4 separate regions of the Mus musculus genome follow, and all the other regions are linked to region 1. Evidence: chromatin contacts called from public promoter capture Hi-C data. All regions are on one chromosome and are shown on one strand. Each heading gives the region's core, a stretch centred on a gene start, on an enhancer-like site or on the middle of the called end of the contact. The rest is flanking DNA. Distances are from core to core; before and after follow the strand shown.

Region 1 (3,446 bases), core at 575-3,074:
TAATGAGTGTTTACAGACTGTGCTGTGCCTATGAACTGAGCATAAGCTCCCAACCAAATGCAACCACATCAGACCATGGGGATCTGAGACGCGGTTAAAAAACCAAAGTGGAGAGACTGCACTTTGAAGTTCACCAGTCTGCAGTTCAAATGGAATAGACTGGTATGAGCTGTACCCACATTTACTCAACTGACGAAAGCATTTTAAAAGGACAGCACAATTGTGAGGGCCTCAAAAGCCTTCCTGGTACAGGAGAGAGAGAAGGGCAGAGCTCGGGCACCACTGGTCCCCACACTAGGCAGCACACAAGAACTTGTTTCCTCAACTTAGGTCCGTGCACAAAACATTAAAGCCCAGACTCAAGTCACACAGTAGGCAGGCACTAAATACATGTGTGTTTATGGAACTGATAAAATTGGTTACAGGATGCAAGTCTGGATACATGATGGAGAAGACAGGTAATTTACCTGTGACTTTCCCAACACAACTGAAGATCAACATTGGAGCTTGCTGCTTCTGAAATCAGTAAGCTCCTTTTGAAATAATTACCGAAGCTGGTAAGTTCATGGTAAAGACCAAAAGCTCTATAGTAAGGAATTCATTTCAATAAATCTATCTAGGAGATAGTACATTTCATGAGGCTCAGCTTTAACAGGGAAAAATCTTTTAAAGGCACCTATGACTAAGCAATAACAAAAAGGGAGGATTTTTGAGAACCAGGACATGCCTGCACATACAGGTAGGCCAGCATTTTCCCAGCTATTGTGTCCTTGTATCAAAAAAGATTGGGTTAAGAGCTTCAGTAGTTTACGGGGATTTTCCAAGTAGTATTTTATTCCGCCTTCTACCCCACCCACTTAAATTCTAAGACAGTCTGCCTACTGAGCAGGCAACCAGCCAGCCTAAACTTTAAACCAATCATTCTTGTACTTTTTTCTATATCTGATTAAGTAACTGACAAAGTAGATTTTTGGAGATGTAGTTTAACTCTTGGCTAAGGAAATCAAGTCTTAGCAATCACATGAAACATAACTGACACACTACAGGCGCATTACATGTGTCTTAGTATACATGTGCACTATTTCTAGTTATTTAACTTCTTCTAAAGAACAATATTCCTAAAAGAAGTCAACACTCGACAAACAGAGTAGCTAAAAATAGAAAACACAATTTATTCTTAAAATGAAATTTACCACAGCACTGGAGGAACAAGGGAAGGACCATATGTAAAAGTATTTGTAACACCCTAGGCTAAAAAACAACAAAGAAAATAAATTAACTGCGACCTAACAGGACAAGTGTGGTTTGCTCAGGTGTAAAACTAAAAAGGACTTGCTGGGGACGAGAGGATGTAGAGCAATTTTTTAAAATGGGTTTCCTCCAGACGCCAGGTCAGCAAATCAAAGTAGTCTAAACTGCCATAGGAAACATAAGCCGACGGGGTGTCCCAAGTCCGGAACCTCTAAACTCAGCAAAGGGCCCCTGGAGCCGACAGCTGCGGCAGGGGACTGGCTCCCTTGGGTCCCCTCGCCAGTTGCCAGTGCGGGGTGTGTGACCCCTGCGTGTCCACCGGGTCCGAGCCCGGCGGTCACCTGCCCGCGCGTCTCCTACGGGCGCACGCGCTGCGCGTCTCCCGCGATCCCGCCCGCTCGGCTCACCGCCACGAAGCCTGAGCATGAGGCGACGAAGACGCGGACCACCATCCTCTCGCTGCGTCAGGGATCGCCGCTGACTCGGTCACAGAAGTTTAACGCGACTGAGGTAGCTGCCGACTCCCGTGCGACCGTCGGAGAAGACCGCAGCGACGCGTCTGGCTCCCGCCGCTCCGCGGATGAAAGCCCAGCGCCTCCGCCGCGGGCTGAGCGAGAGGCGGGTGGGGCCAGGCGGCCGCGGGGGCTGACGGGAGTTGTAGTTTCCTTGGCGCCCAGAGTGACCAGGCACTGCGCTCCTTCTGTCCGGCGCCTGCTTCACGGGAATTAATCGTACACGCAGGTGGTTTAGGAAGGACCCGGAAGCGGGACAAGCTAATTGGCGGGAAGCCAGTTTACAAGAACACAGCAAACAAGACAAAGGGTTGGGTGGAGGATAGTCCAAGCTTGGGTTTTGTTTGCGGTGGAGACGGGTGGAGCATCCTCTATCAGAAACAGCCATGGAGCTGAGGCGACCCACTGTTTTAGAGACACGCAAAGGCTCGCCCCAGAGACCTTGGCAGTTCACGGGCTTGGACAGGCATGGCAGTGGGTTGAGCTTTTGGTGTTTTGTTTCTCCTGCAACCCTGAAAAACTGTTGAAGAGGAGTGTTGTTATTTTTCCTGGAGGCGGTTTTATTATGTAGCCCAGGCTGGCCTGGAACTCAACTTCACCCTCCCTAGCAGGTATTACAAGCATACATCACCACGCCTAGTTTGCAAAGGGAATCTCTTTGGTAAATGAAACAGGCTTTCACTTTATTCTAAAGACACTGAAAACTGGAAAGCCAAATGAGAACAAGACCGATATTTTATTTTTCTTTGCAAAACTGTAATTGTAGTAGAAAAGAATAAGTACTGATAGAAATGAAAATCCCCCTATCAACATTGGGAATCAGAACCCTCCCTCCCCACCCCCTACCCCGCACAATGCCTTTGCCTCTGTGCACCTACTGATATTTACAGTTGAGCCAAATCTGTGTCTTTTTCGAAATCGCTGTGCATTCCAACGCGGTATCCCAGGAGGATACCATTAAAGAGAAAGCTTTCATGAAGTGGCTAATAGGTTCCGAGTAGTGCTTTAGCAGGTTGTATTGGCTTGGCTAAGGCTCAAGCCACTCCTAGTTTTGTGGAAGTGAACCAGTTTCCCTCACACTACTGTATTTACTTTCTTCATTTCACCAAGGGACTTTAGCAGCGTTCAGGGAATGCTGCTAATTAATTCTAGAGAGAAGAAAATTGTGTGATGAAGTCTCCCACGTTTGCAAGTTTCTGGCACAAATGGTTGCTTGAAGGACTTTGGTTTTTAGACTTACTAATATTTCAAGTTGCCAACCTTTCCTGTGGCTTATGTCTTAAATAGTTTTATTTGTATGTATGCATGTATGTATGTATGTATATTTTTGTTTGTGTAGATCCATTTAGCACAGCATACTTGTGGAGGTCATGGGACAACTTTCTCCTTCTACCGTGTGGGTCAGGATTAGCAGCAAGTGTCTTTACCCACTGAGCCATCTCAGTGGCCCCTTCATTGCTTATCTTAATCCACTTTTGTCATAGGCCTCTTTAAACTTAGTAGAGTAAGAATATATAATCCTGGTGGGTCTTTATTTCTTTTTAATGTTAAAAACTTAAATATAAGTTCTGCTGTAGCTATAACACTCTGCAATTGTTCTTTAGCTTTTGCTATCACAAACATGGAAATGAAGGCATATAAAATGTGAAATAATTTTCACAGAAGTAGATACATTATTTCCTG
Region 2 (3,446 bases), core at 580-3,079, 680 kb after region 1:
GCCTTATTTCCATTGTTGTTTTGCAGTGTTTCACTACAACTAAAGGTTGGTGGGTTACTAAAGAATTGTCATACTCTAATTAGATAGCTATGGAACATTTGTCAGATAGTTAGGCCACATCGGAGATACATGATTGATTGACTGGAAGCAGTTTCACTTGAAAATGACTTACGTAGGACAGTGAACAGCAAACATTCTCATACATAATCATTAACAGAACTGCCTCTTGGCTGTAGTGTAGTAGACTAACTGGAACCTTCAAGGGTTATTGAGATAAAGTTCAGCCCTGCATGATGTTAGCAGCGTTCACACAGTTAGTTTCAGTTGACAGTGTTTTATTTTGACATTCCATTTTGTATCATCATAGCTATCTATAAGCTTCTCTCCAATGTAAGTTAAAAGTATGTGGTTTCAAGCTTTCTATCTAAGAAAACAAACTGATTTTAATATTTTGTTTGCGTGAAGTTTATTTTTGAGTAGGTTGAAAGGACCAAGATACTTGAGTTACTAAAGGGCTATTACCAATGTTCATCCTATATGCAGGAGGTGTACAGTATTTTAAAAGTGAATAGGGTGGAGATTGCTTTTATTTAGAATGCATTAGCCCCATATTATCCAGAAGATACTGCTAACAGTAGTAGCTTAATTAGGCAGTAAGTTGTCTTAGGTTAAAAATTGGGAAAAGTACACCTTTTGTTTCCATCCAAAAAAATGATTTTTAGATGACTTCAACTAAAATTAATGCATCTACTAAGAAACTATTTTGTTTTTAATTATAATTATCAAAATGATCCAAATGAAAAGACATTCTCAACTATGTACAGTACTCCAGGAGGAGGTCTAATTGAGTCAGAAGACTGTAAGTACCACTTTGAGCGCTCTGGAGATCAACCCACACAAGTACAGTGAGTAGATTATCTGAGCTATAAATATATTTTTTAGTTTCAATAGCTCTGTTTTGAAATACTTTTTTAATGCAGATAAAAAAAATCAGGAAATTAACCTTATATGGCACAAACCAAATACATAGTAGTATATGGATGAGTTTCTACATTTAAAGAACTAAGAAGATAGGTTCAGGATTGTATTATAGTACATGCACTTACATGCAGATACACATGCTGATTACTTTCAAGGATGTGTGTGTTGGTTTATCACAACAATAAATTTAAAAGTAAGATACAATGTTACATTTTTAGACCATATTGAAACAGCAAGAAGAGACAGGTCTTAAAAAGTTATTAAGAAAACTACTTAATCCCACCATGGGATATTTAGAGGTCTAAATATAGCTCAATTTTAAAAAGCAACTGACCTAAAGGGTTAATGTTGTAACTGACACATTTCAAATTAAAATTATGTTTATTTTGTACAGAAAGCAATGTTAAACACAAGCAGATCTGTTGTATGTAATAAGTGACAGAGTTTTTAAAATTATTTAGCTTTACGGATGTTGTTTTATTTCTTCTAGACCTGGAGCACCGTGTCATAAGTGGCAGCCTTGCTCCACGGTAGCAGGCTCTTTCTTTTGTACATACTGATCGGACCTTCTTTACTGTTCCGTGGACACTTTCTATGTTAGTTTTGATGCATAATTCTTGGAATCCTTTTATACAAACTAGAATGTATGTGTAAGAATTCCTGTCCCTGCAATGTAGTAACTATAAACTTATTTTTAAATAAATAGAAAACTTGTTTTTCTAAGCCATTTTGTAGAGCCTCATGATTTCTTTGCTTTTCTGTTTATTTTGATTAGTTTTGGACAGCATAAAGCACTTGGTACGTACTCAGTAGGCAGCTTACCAAAGCAATTGTGAAATAGAAGCCATTATGTAAATTCTGGTTTGTTAGAGGTTCCACTTTTCTGTCTATTTGTGAAATGTTAAAATCATTATCAAAGATTTCAATCACCTAATGTAATTCCAGAGTGACTGAAGGTTAAAAAATAAAGATGCCTTTGCCTTTCTGTGTGTCTACTTAGAACAGAGTTATTGGTTTATATATAAGTTACTGCACTGCTGATAAGTTTATGATAGTTTTATGAGGGCCACATGTCAAAAAACATTGTACATAACTATTTACTTAAAGCTAAAGCTTTGTTAAGGCTTTCATACAGATCTGCAAGAATGCTGTTTTATAGCTTGGCATGGTGGTGCATGTTTCAATCCCAAATGATCAAGGGTTCAATGACAGTCTTGATTTTATGTGACTGTCTCAACAGCAGCAATTAAAGCAACAACAACAAAGAAAACAACTTTTTCATTATTTTCCTACAGACCTGTTTAGGTTGGCATTTATATTTATGAACTCTTAAGAATCTACAATTTTAGGATGAAGAATATTAGAATTATATGTAAGACTTTAAAGTTAAGTTTAAACAGGATGATAATTCACGTTTCTATTTATTCTCCATAAGAAATTGCATTTAAATTATTTTGTGGTAAACTTCTGAGTTGAAACAAGAAATGTTTTTCAGGTATATTTTCTAAAATATATCTAATATTTAAAACAAAATCAGCTAAGAAAAATCAGTTCCAAACTATTACTTTGAACTGATTTTTCTTGTTCCAACTAATGTTTTAGCTAAGCCTCCCCAGTATTTAAAAATAGTGGGATTAGCCGGGCATGGTGGCACACGCCTTTAATCCCAGCACTTGGGAGGCAGAGGCAGGCGAATTTCTGAGTTCGAGGCCAGCCTGGTCTACAACGTGAGTTCCAGGACAGCCAGGGCTATACAGAGAAACACTGTCTTGAAAAACCAAAAAAAAAAAAAAAACCAAAAAAAAAAAAAAAAAAAAGTGAGATTAAAAGCCAGAGCTCAAAGCTCCTGACCAAGCTTAATTACAGGACCTTGCAGTTCTGAACCTAACACAGTTACCGTAAGTTGGTTACTATGGGGAGGAGAGTTGTAGGGAGAATCCAATTCATTATTATCTTTCAGGCCAGTTAGACATGCTAAGCATGATGAAATGGAAGTCTGGTCTTCAAATTGGAAAAATGGGAGTTTGGCTTTGCAGATCGGTAAGGACTGAGTAACGTAGCAAGGCTGTTGTTGCATGTTTGATCTTTACTGTCAGTGAATTCAATCTTCAAAGTCTAATCTATCCAAACAGCTTATCTCAGTCTTGTCGAATTCTTAACCTTTGTATTTGCCTCTTAAATTTACCGTTTGATGTTCAGCACTAAGCAAGCTGTCTTTTAGCCACACTGCAGGAGGTGACATTTGCTGGACCCCCCTGGGAGCTTTGATGTGCTGGAACAATATATTACAATAACAGTTGTTTGCTGTTGATTAAAAAAGAATAAACATCATTTTCCAAGCTGATTTCTCAAAGATAGTTTTAATGTCAAACATCTTCAAATTCTAATTTTTTTTTTTTAATTTGGGGTCTAGCTTTGATAGAAAGCAAAATTAATCACCTGAAAGAGCCTGCTGAATTCCCAGA
Region 3 (3,446 bases), core at 469-2,968, 630 kb after region 1:
TACTAATGTCTTCTAAATGCTACATGTATTCAGGGTGGTTGCTGAGAATTTTAGTAACATTGTATAGCAACTACCAGTTAGACCCAGTTAGTGATGTGTCTAGGAATAACAACTTAACAGTGATATAATTCTTGAGTGGCTCTTCTGTGATCTTTGTGACTGCCATACTTTTTCCCTCTGTTCACTACATTGCCTTTTTTTCTTTTTAATGGATATATGGCAGAAAAAGCATCCAGCTCTGCTACTAAGAAATTAAAAACAATTTTAGGATGAAATAGAAGCTGATGGTCTCTCTTATTGGTCATTGTTCAGCTGCAGCTTCAGGTTAGCTATTTGGTTTAGTGTAACTAATCAGAGCTGTTAGATATCACAAAGCTTTGAGGAATCCAAATGCATACTCTGATATTGTTGTGCTTATCCTAATTTACATTAAATTTTGTAAATATTTTTGAGTATTATTTGGCATGTCTAGTCATCCTTTGTAGAATTTAAGAATGATGAATAATCCTCTTATCCTTAGACTCTGTGAATGCTTATATAATAAGTATTACTTTAGGAAATTTAAAAATTGAAGCTTATAAAATGAGTAAGTAAATTCACCATTGGGCTGACAGCCAGAAAATAGGAAAGAGAGTATGTCTTTAATTGAACGAATTCTTAAAATATACAAGAACTTAAAAATATATGTTTAGGGCTGAGGCTATATCGTCAGGTGTTGAAGTGAATGCTTACCTAATACTCACTCACGAGGTACTGGGCTCAGTCCTGTCACTACAGCACCCCCACCCCGCCCCAGTCCAGTAGTCTTTGGCTTCTGAATAATCAGATTCATTCCTAAACTTACAGTTTTAAAACTATCTTTTAAAGGGTAGTAGAATTAACTTATAATTCAATTTTATGATGGATTACTCAGCATTTTCTCTACCTTACCAATTAGGAGAATTAGAATTCTGTTCTTAAAATCTTAAGTAATTAAAATCCTGTATTATTAAAGTTTTTTTTTTTTCCCTGGGAAAAGTTGACGTTTTAAATGCATGTATTTGAGATAGTCATATAATAGAATTTAAATGGGTATATTTAGAGACAGTATTTTAATAATACCAATAGCATTCCTGTAAGTGTTCTTTTCTGTATTAAAACTAAGACATTTTTTAAAAAGTTCTTTTGCTTTGTTTTCTGACTAAGTTTGTAAACAAAACAAAAGGTTTGCTATTGAGAATTCAGTTTCTTTTATGCTTAAATAATAATTTCTAATTGATTCCATTTAAATTTTTTAACTGAATTCTCAGCTTGCTAATAGTATTTCATAAAAAAATAATGGGGTAACTTGTCTTGTTTTTATTGCCGCTCCTCTTTGCAGAGGACTTGAATGATAAGAGCATTTAGGAGTCTGAGTGTGTTTCTGTTAATTATGAGATGTACAAGATTATAGTAAATGATATGCCTGGAAAGGGCTAACATGCTGGTCTTGGCTCCTTCACTGTTGTCTGATTGCATTGGGGACCTCGACTCCTCTCCTCCCCTCGCTGCTCTCCCATTCCTCTGTCTCCTCCTCTTCTAGGGAAGAATGAAGCTAGAGAGAGTACTGTAGAGAATTATTAACACAGGCAGGAAGACATTGTTCTTTTAAAGAATACTGACTTTCTAGGCCTTGTACTTTATTCTTGTCTAGTACGTTTTAAAACCATGTGAGTACTTAAGGTTTCAAGTTAAATAGTCCTTGTATAACCTCGTGATCAGCAAAAGTGCTGTGTATTTGGCTAGTTTATGAAGCACACAGTGTGTATAGTTTAGCAAGCTTACTGATTTTCTTTGACATTGGCATGAAGAAAGCATCATTGTAGCTTTATTTTAGTGAATATTTTATGAAACTACAGTATATAAATGCCAGTTAATTGCTGAAAGCATTTAGATTGTTTATAGAAATATAAAATATGTGCTATATGCTATGCGTACTAAAATTTATGACATTACGTCATTCCCAGTCCTAGAGAAAATAAAGTAGGTTTGAAGTTCTCTTAAAGTTTTAGGTGTTCATTTAAATGTGTGGTCCCCCTTTTCCACCATTAAATTACCATAGATTATATATAATTAGAATTAACAAATTTATAAATGGATTTTAATTTTCAAGATTAAAATTTCTTTACTTCCATGTTTCTTAGTACTAGTATATATTAAAAATATAGGATATGTGTGTGTATATACATATACATACATACATACATACACACCCACATATATATATACACACGCACACACACGTATATATTACACACACACACACACACACACACATATATATATATATATATATATATATATATATATATATATCTGTAGTGCATATAGTAAGTACTAAACTAACAGTGTTCACAGTGGTGCCTGCAGGCCCTGTGTTAGATTTTCTTGTATCTTTGCTGCTTTTGCCTTATCTCTTTTGCTGTTCATACCTTTGTAGTTCTCACTGTTCTTTACTTCATATTTTTTTATTTTTTGTCAGGATACTCAAAGCTGTAGTTTGTTGCTTCTTACCTGGTATTGCTTTTAATTGGAAAAAAATACAATATGTCTCATTAGCAAATGTTTTTTGTTTTTTACTGAGTTTGGTAATCTGCATTGCTTTTGTTGTTTCATGGGTAAATTCTAAATAAGAGCTTTTATTTAATAAATGTTTTCTTTATTTTTTTATAATTGTTCTCTTAACATTTCTTTACTTAAGAGGCTTTTAAAAATGTTCCAGTGTCCACTAATCCAGAACAATGTATTTCTCCTTGCAACATTTCAAATGAGTAGAGGCTACCAATAAACCACTCAGAATTTTTGTCAATGCATACTTCTGATATTAGCATGTTCTCAGTGTGACCTTGTTTTAGGTAATTGTATGTATTTAGGAAAGAGAAAGACTGAAAATAGCTATAGTTTACCACTTGGGAATTGGGATTTCAAGTTTGCTCACAACATCCTTCATTCTGTATTTCTTCTTAATGTCTAATAAGATAGTATCTCATATCTATAATCTCTCTGCTTAAAATATCCTGAATGCTTATAGTCTTTGTTTCAGTGTCTCTGAACAAAGAGTTCTCTTTACTTTTCTTAGTGTGTGTAACTATTGTTATTTTCAAGTTTCCCAAGTTCTTTAGATTTTCTTTCATCTCTTTCATTTGTTGGCATAAATACTGGTTACTGTTGAGCAACCTATACAGTATTTTTATTTTTGACAATCAGCTAACCATTACTTCCAGGCATTTGAAATTTGATAATTTATAAGTAAAAGTATATAATTTATGTATAGGATATAACAATGAAATTGAAGGCAATATAATTACCAAAACTTGGTTGTTTATTTTTTGATTATAAAACATCATCATCCAAAAATGAGAAAGACATGGTTGTCTTTAGCAACTTAGCAGTTAGCTTGGAGAACTAAAACATGCTTGAAGTCACAA
Region 4 (3,446 bases), core at 647-3,146, 590 kb after region 1:
TCTAACACTGTAATATTAATTTCTATGGCTTTACCTTTGCTCTTCACAAAGAAGTACACAAAGGTAAATCCTTCCATGTTAGAGACTTACTTCTTGACCAGTATATCAACACGTGGCATTAGAGGTCATCATGTTAGTCTGAGCCTCTTCCCTCATGTGCACTGGCCTCCTTCACCGCCTTTATTGGAGGTGAAAAGTGCTCAGTATTTTAAAATAATGTCTGCTTCGTTACTTTTCCTCTGTAGAACTTCAGTTAAACAAATGCAGGACTTTTTGATGTAGTTTGTTACTCTCTTGTCTGTTTACATTTTTTTCTTTCTGTGGTAATATCCTGGTATTTGTATGATCATAATCATAGTTGATCATATTTTATTTATCTTCTTGGTGAGATTCAACACAATTTTGGTATTAATCTAACATTAAAAAGAATTCCATTTTGATTATATGTACTGCTTTTTCATATTCGTCACTTTGTCCTTGAGTGTTCTGTGTTCATTGTTTTTCCTTTCTTCCCTTCTGCTCACACTCTGTCCCTCTGCATTCCGTGCTTAGTTCTCCTCATGGAAGCATGGTCATGCCGGCCTGCTTTCTTGTTAGCTGCTTTCCTTCCACAGTTCACTTCCTTGTGTTTTTCTCTTGTTATAGTTTTCACATAATGGTTTACAGCTTGTGTTTAGTCATTTCACACTCAACTATTTTCTTTTTGTATTGCCTGTTGTTTCTAAATTTATTTTTCTTTAAATATACTTTCATTTGGCACAATGTTAATGTTAAAAAATTTTCACTTTTCTATCTTCTGTAAGTGCAAAGGGACATTGACCCTTCATGGTTATTTCTTTTCTTTTCCTTATAAAGCAGGAAGTTAGCTGTCAGACTCGCAAGATGTGTTTGCGTTATAGAAAAGTTCCATTGTTTAGATTTCCATTTCAGGTTCCAGGTGACAAGACAAAGGGGTACATTTTTTTTTTTTTAAATACCCATTTTCATAGGGAATCCAGTGCTTTTAGAGTTTTCATTTTTTAAGTAAATAATTGATCATCTTTACTTATAAGTTATAGATATGATGACAGATTCTCCCATCCCCATCTGGCAAGTGATTTAGTACTCGTTACGATGCACTCAGGCTCCCCTCAGTTCTCACGGCTGCTTTCCCACAGTGATTAGTGAGGTTCATGGTGGGTTTTCATCTTTATAAGTTAGAAAAATCCTTTTTGTCATCTTTTCATAAGATCTTAGACTTTTTGAATTTCTTTAAGGATCCGTTGAATTTAATATTTGAACATTTCCTGGGAATTTTTTTGGAAATGAGGAAGTTCATAGTCAGGCTGAGTATATTTTATGAGATAGTAGTAATTTGTTCAGCTCCTCACATGTCACTCAGTGAAATAAAATAATCTCCCACAAAATAACTTTTATAACATACAATGTTTTGATTGCTTAGGGACAGCCAATATAAATAAGTGTAGTATAAACTAGCTTTGAGTTTGTAGAACAAGTGGTGTCCTTTGCATTCCATAGCGGCTCTGTAAGAGGCCTCTTCTATCCACGGAGAAACCAAATTGTAGGTGAGTGGTAACAGAGTCAGTGCGTTCTCTGGTGATGATTTGCAGCTTCTGCATTCAATTCATGTCACTATTACACATCACCCTCTCGCCTCTGTTCAATTACTTACGCATTCATGTACACGCGGTGCCTATTATTTGAGTATAGTAATCTTTGGATTACTTTGTCTTAGTATAGAAACTGTGGAAATAATGGGGAGTGTATTCTTTCAAGTTAAGGACTTGAATTTGAAATCAGATACTCAGTTTTCTGAAAGAAACTTACAGGAACAACCTGTACATTCCACTTGTAGCCAAGGCTGACTTTGAGCTGTGACTCTTCCCTCTACCTCTTGGGAGCTGAGATTGTAGGCGTGTACACCTGGTTTATCTTGTGCTCCGGCTCCAACTCAGTGCTGTGCAGAAAGCACACGAATTCCACCAGCTAAGCCATAGTTCCTAACTTCCTAACCTCAAGTTTAGTGTTGGAGTAGTGGGATTTATTTCTCTAAAGTAGCTTTGCTTTTAGTTAGATCATTGCCAGTTTCATTACCATTGCAGCCATGCAAGAAAGCTACAGTAAATTTTCTTAAAGCAAATCTTAACATTATTTCATCCCTTTCTCTGTAAAGACCTCAAACCATGGTTTCACTGGAATTCAATTAAAATGTATCTGTCACATCATAATTTTTCTTTCCTGACAATTGTTGTTTTATATTTTGCGTGTTTGGAGTTTTTTCTTTTTTTTTTTCTCTTTCATTTTTATTGAGATAGGCTCTCACTGTGTTTCAGACTGACTTGTTAGGTTTTCTATTGTGTTTACTTTGTACTTTGCATGTGTATGCATGCTACTTATTTGTATGGAGGTTCGAGGACAAGTTGTAGAAGTTGGTGTTCTCCACGTTGTGGGTCCTGGGGATTGATCTTAGAGTATTTGGCTTCATGGCAAATCCCATACCCTCTGACCCATCTCCTGGTTCTACATTTTTAATGCTCTTTTATGGCCCCAGGACATTGCACATGCTGTTCTCTCAACCTGGGATTATATTCCCCTCCTGACAACTTTTTTTTGTTTTTTTTGTTTTTTGTTTTGGTTATTTTTTAGTTTTTTGATTTCTAGAAAAATTACTTAAACTACTGCCCCATATGTTTGGAACCTTTGCTATATGTTCCAAAATTTTCTTTATTTGATAATATTTACCATTGTTGTAAGTAAGTTTTTATTTCCTGTCTTCCTTGCTAGACTCAGTCTCCATGAGGATAAATACCGTGTCTTCTTTTTTTAATCTGTTAACATCCAGTTGACTACACTTGTATCATAATGCTCTATAAATATTAGTTGGCTTAAAGTTAAGTGACTGACATGTTTGACATAGAAAAAAGTTACCTAAAGTTGTAAAGGTAGACATGTGAGGACCTAGGTGTGATCTGTTAGCACCAACAAAAAGTTATAACATTTAAAGAATTTTAATTAAAATAACTAAGCTTTTTACCAGTACTTAAAAATTAAAGGTATTGTTACACTAGTATTTTAGTTGAAGCAGCAGATTGATTCCCAGGAAAGAAAAGGGGAAATAAATACCCTTTTAATGATAGTCACTATCTTTAATTTCCTTTTATTCTTTGATATGTCCTTGACTTATGAAGCTTTTTGTGTAATTCTTGGGATTATCATTACTTCCTGTCTGAAATTTCAGCTGCTTTGCTTCTCTTTTTTAGTTAATATTAATCTTTTACAGTATTTACTAAATCTGTTGGTTTTAAGTAGAACAACTAAACAACAAATCTGCACATGTGAGGAGTTCCTGGTCGCTCTTGAGTATCCTAGTCCTTTTACTCACATACGTAAAGTAAGGAGGAAAGTCAGGAGTATTTCCATCTCTGTTCCCCATTACCTCTCTTCAT

What was found. Promoter capture Hi-C pulls out the DNA fragments that hold promoters and counts their contacts.
Region 2: a promoter capture Hi-C map of liver shows a contact between it and region 1, with 2.6 times the contacts expected there. The contact joins the enhancer-like site here to the promoter of Sh3bgrl2 in region 1. A contact is called at or near these places in 5 of 39 promoter capture datasets (the 3T3-L1 cell line, cranial neural crest, liver and 1 more) and 1 of 484 Hi-C or Micro-C datasets (liver).
Region 3: a contact with region 1 is called in a promoter capture Hi-C map of the C10 cell line, with 4 times the contacts expected there. The contact joins the enhancer-like site here to the promoter of Sh3bgrl2 in region 1. A contact is called at or near these places in 12 of 39 promoter capture datasets (the 3T3-L1 cell line, the C10 cell line, cranial neural crest and 7 more) and 1 of 115 datasets of contacts at active chromatin or transcription factors (bone marrow-derived macrophages).
Region 4: a promoter capture Hi-C map of cranial neural crest shows a contact between it and region 1. The contact joins the enhancer-like site here to the promoter of Sh3bgrl2 in region 1. A contact is called at or near these places in 10 of 39 promoter capture datasets (the 3T3-L1 cell line, the C10 cell line, the SN4741 cell line and 6 more) and 7 of 115 datasets of contacts at active chromatin or transcription factors (bone marrow-derived macrophages, cardiomyocytes, embryonic basal ganglia and 3 more).

What each region holds. Positions count from the first base shown.
Region 1 is chr9:83,546,716-83,550,161 of GRCm38.p6, reverse strand. Sh3bgrl2 (SH3 domain binding glutamic acid-rich protein like 2) reads right to left here and starts at 1,824. Exons shown (of 4, transcript NM_172507.5): 1 at 1,659-1,824. The coding sequence starts at 1,703.
Region 2 is chr9:82,864,679-82,868,124 of GRCm38.p6, reverse strand. It overlaps Phip (pleckstrin homology domain interacting protein), which reads left to right. Exons shown (of 40, transcript NM_001081216.1): 40 at 1-1,966. Gm38553 (a long non-coding RNA gene) reads right to left here. Exons shown (of 3, transcript XR_870948.2): 3 at 2,805-3,446. Among named protein-coding and RNA genes, the nearest start is that of Gm38553, 13 kb to the right of the region's middle. Within about 2 kb of position 1,829, at least 6 of the 459 cell types and tissues checked have an H3K27ac peak or open chromatin away from gene starts, as enhancers often do. A contact at or near this core is called in liver, where this site is marked.
Region 3 is chr9:82,920,868-82,924,313 of GRCm38.p6, reverse strand. All of the region lies in intron 15 of Phip (pleckstrin homology domain interacting protein), which reads left to right. Among named protein-coding and RNA genes, the nearest start is that of Gm39382, 43 kb to the left of the region's middle. Within about 2 kb of position 1,718, at least 1 of the 459 cell types and tissues checked has an H3K27ac peak or open chromatin away from gene starts, as enhancers often do.
Region 4 is chr9:82,955,556-82,959,001 of GRCm38.p6, reverse strand. All of the region lies in intron 6 of Phip (pleckstrin homology domain interacting protein), which reads left to right. Among named protein-coding and RNA genes, the nearest start is that of Gm39382, 8.8 kb to the left of the region's middle. Within about 2 kb of position 1,896, at least 2 of the 459 cell types and tissues checked have an H3K27ac peak or open chromatin away from gene starts, as enhancers often do.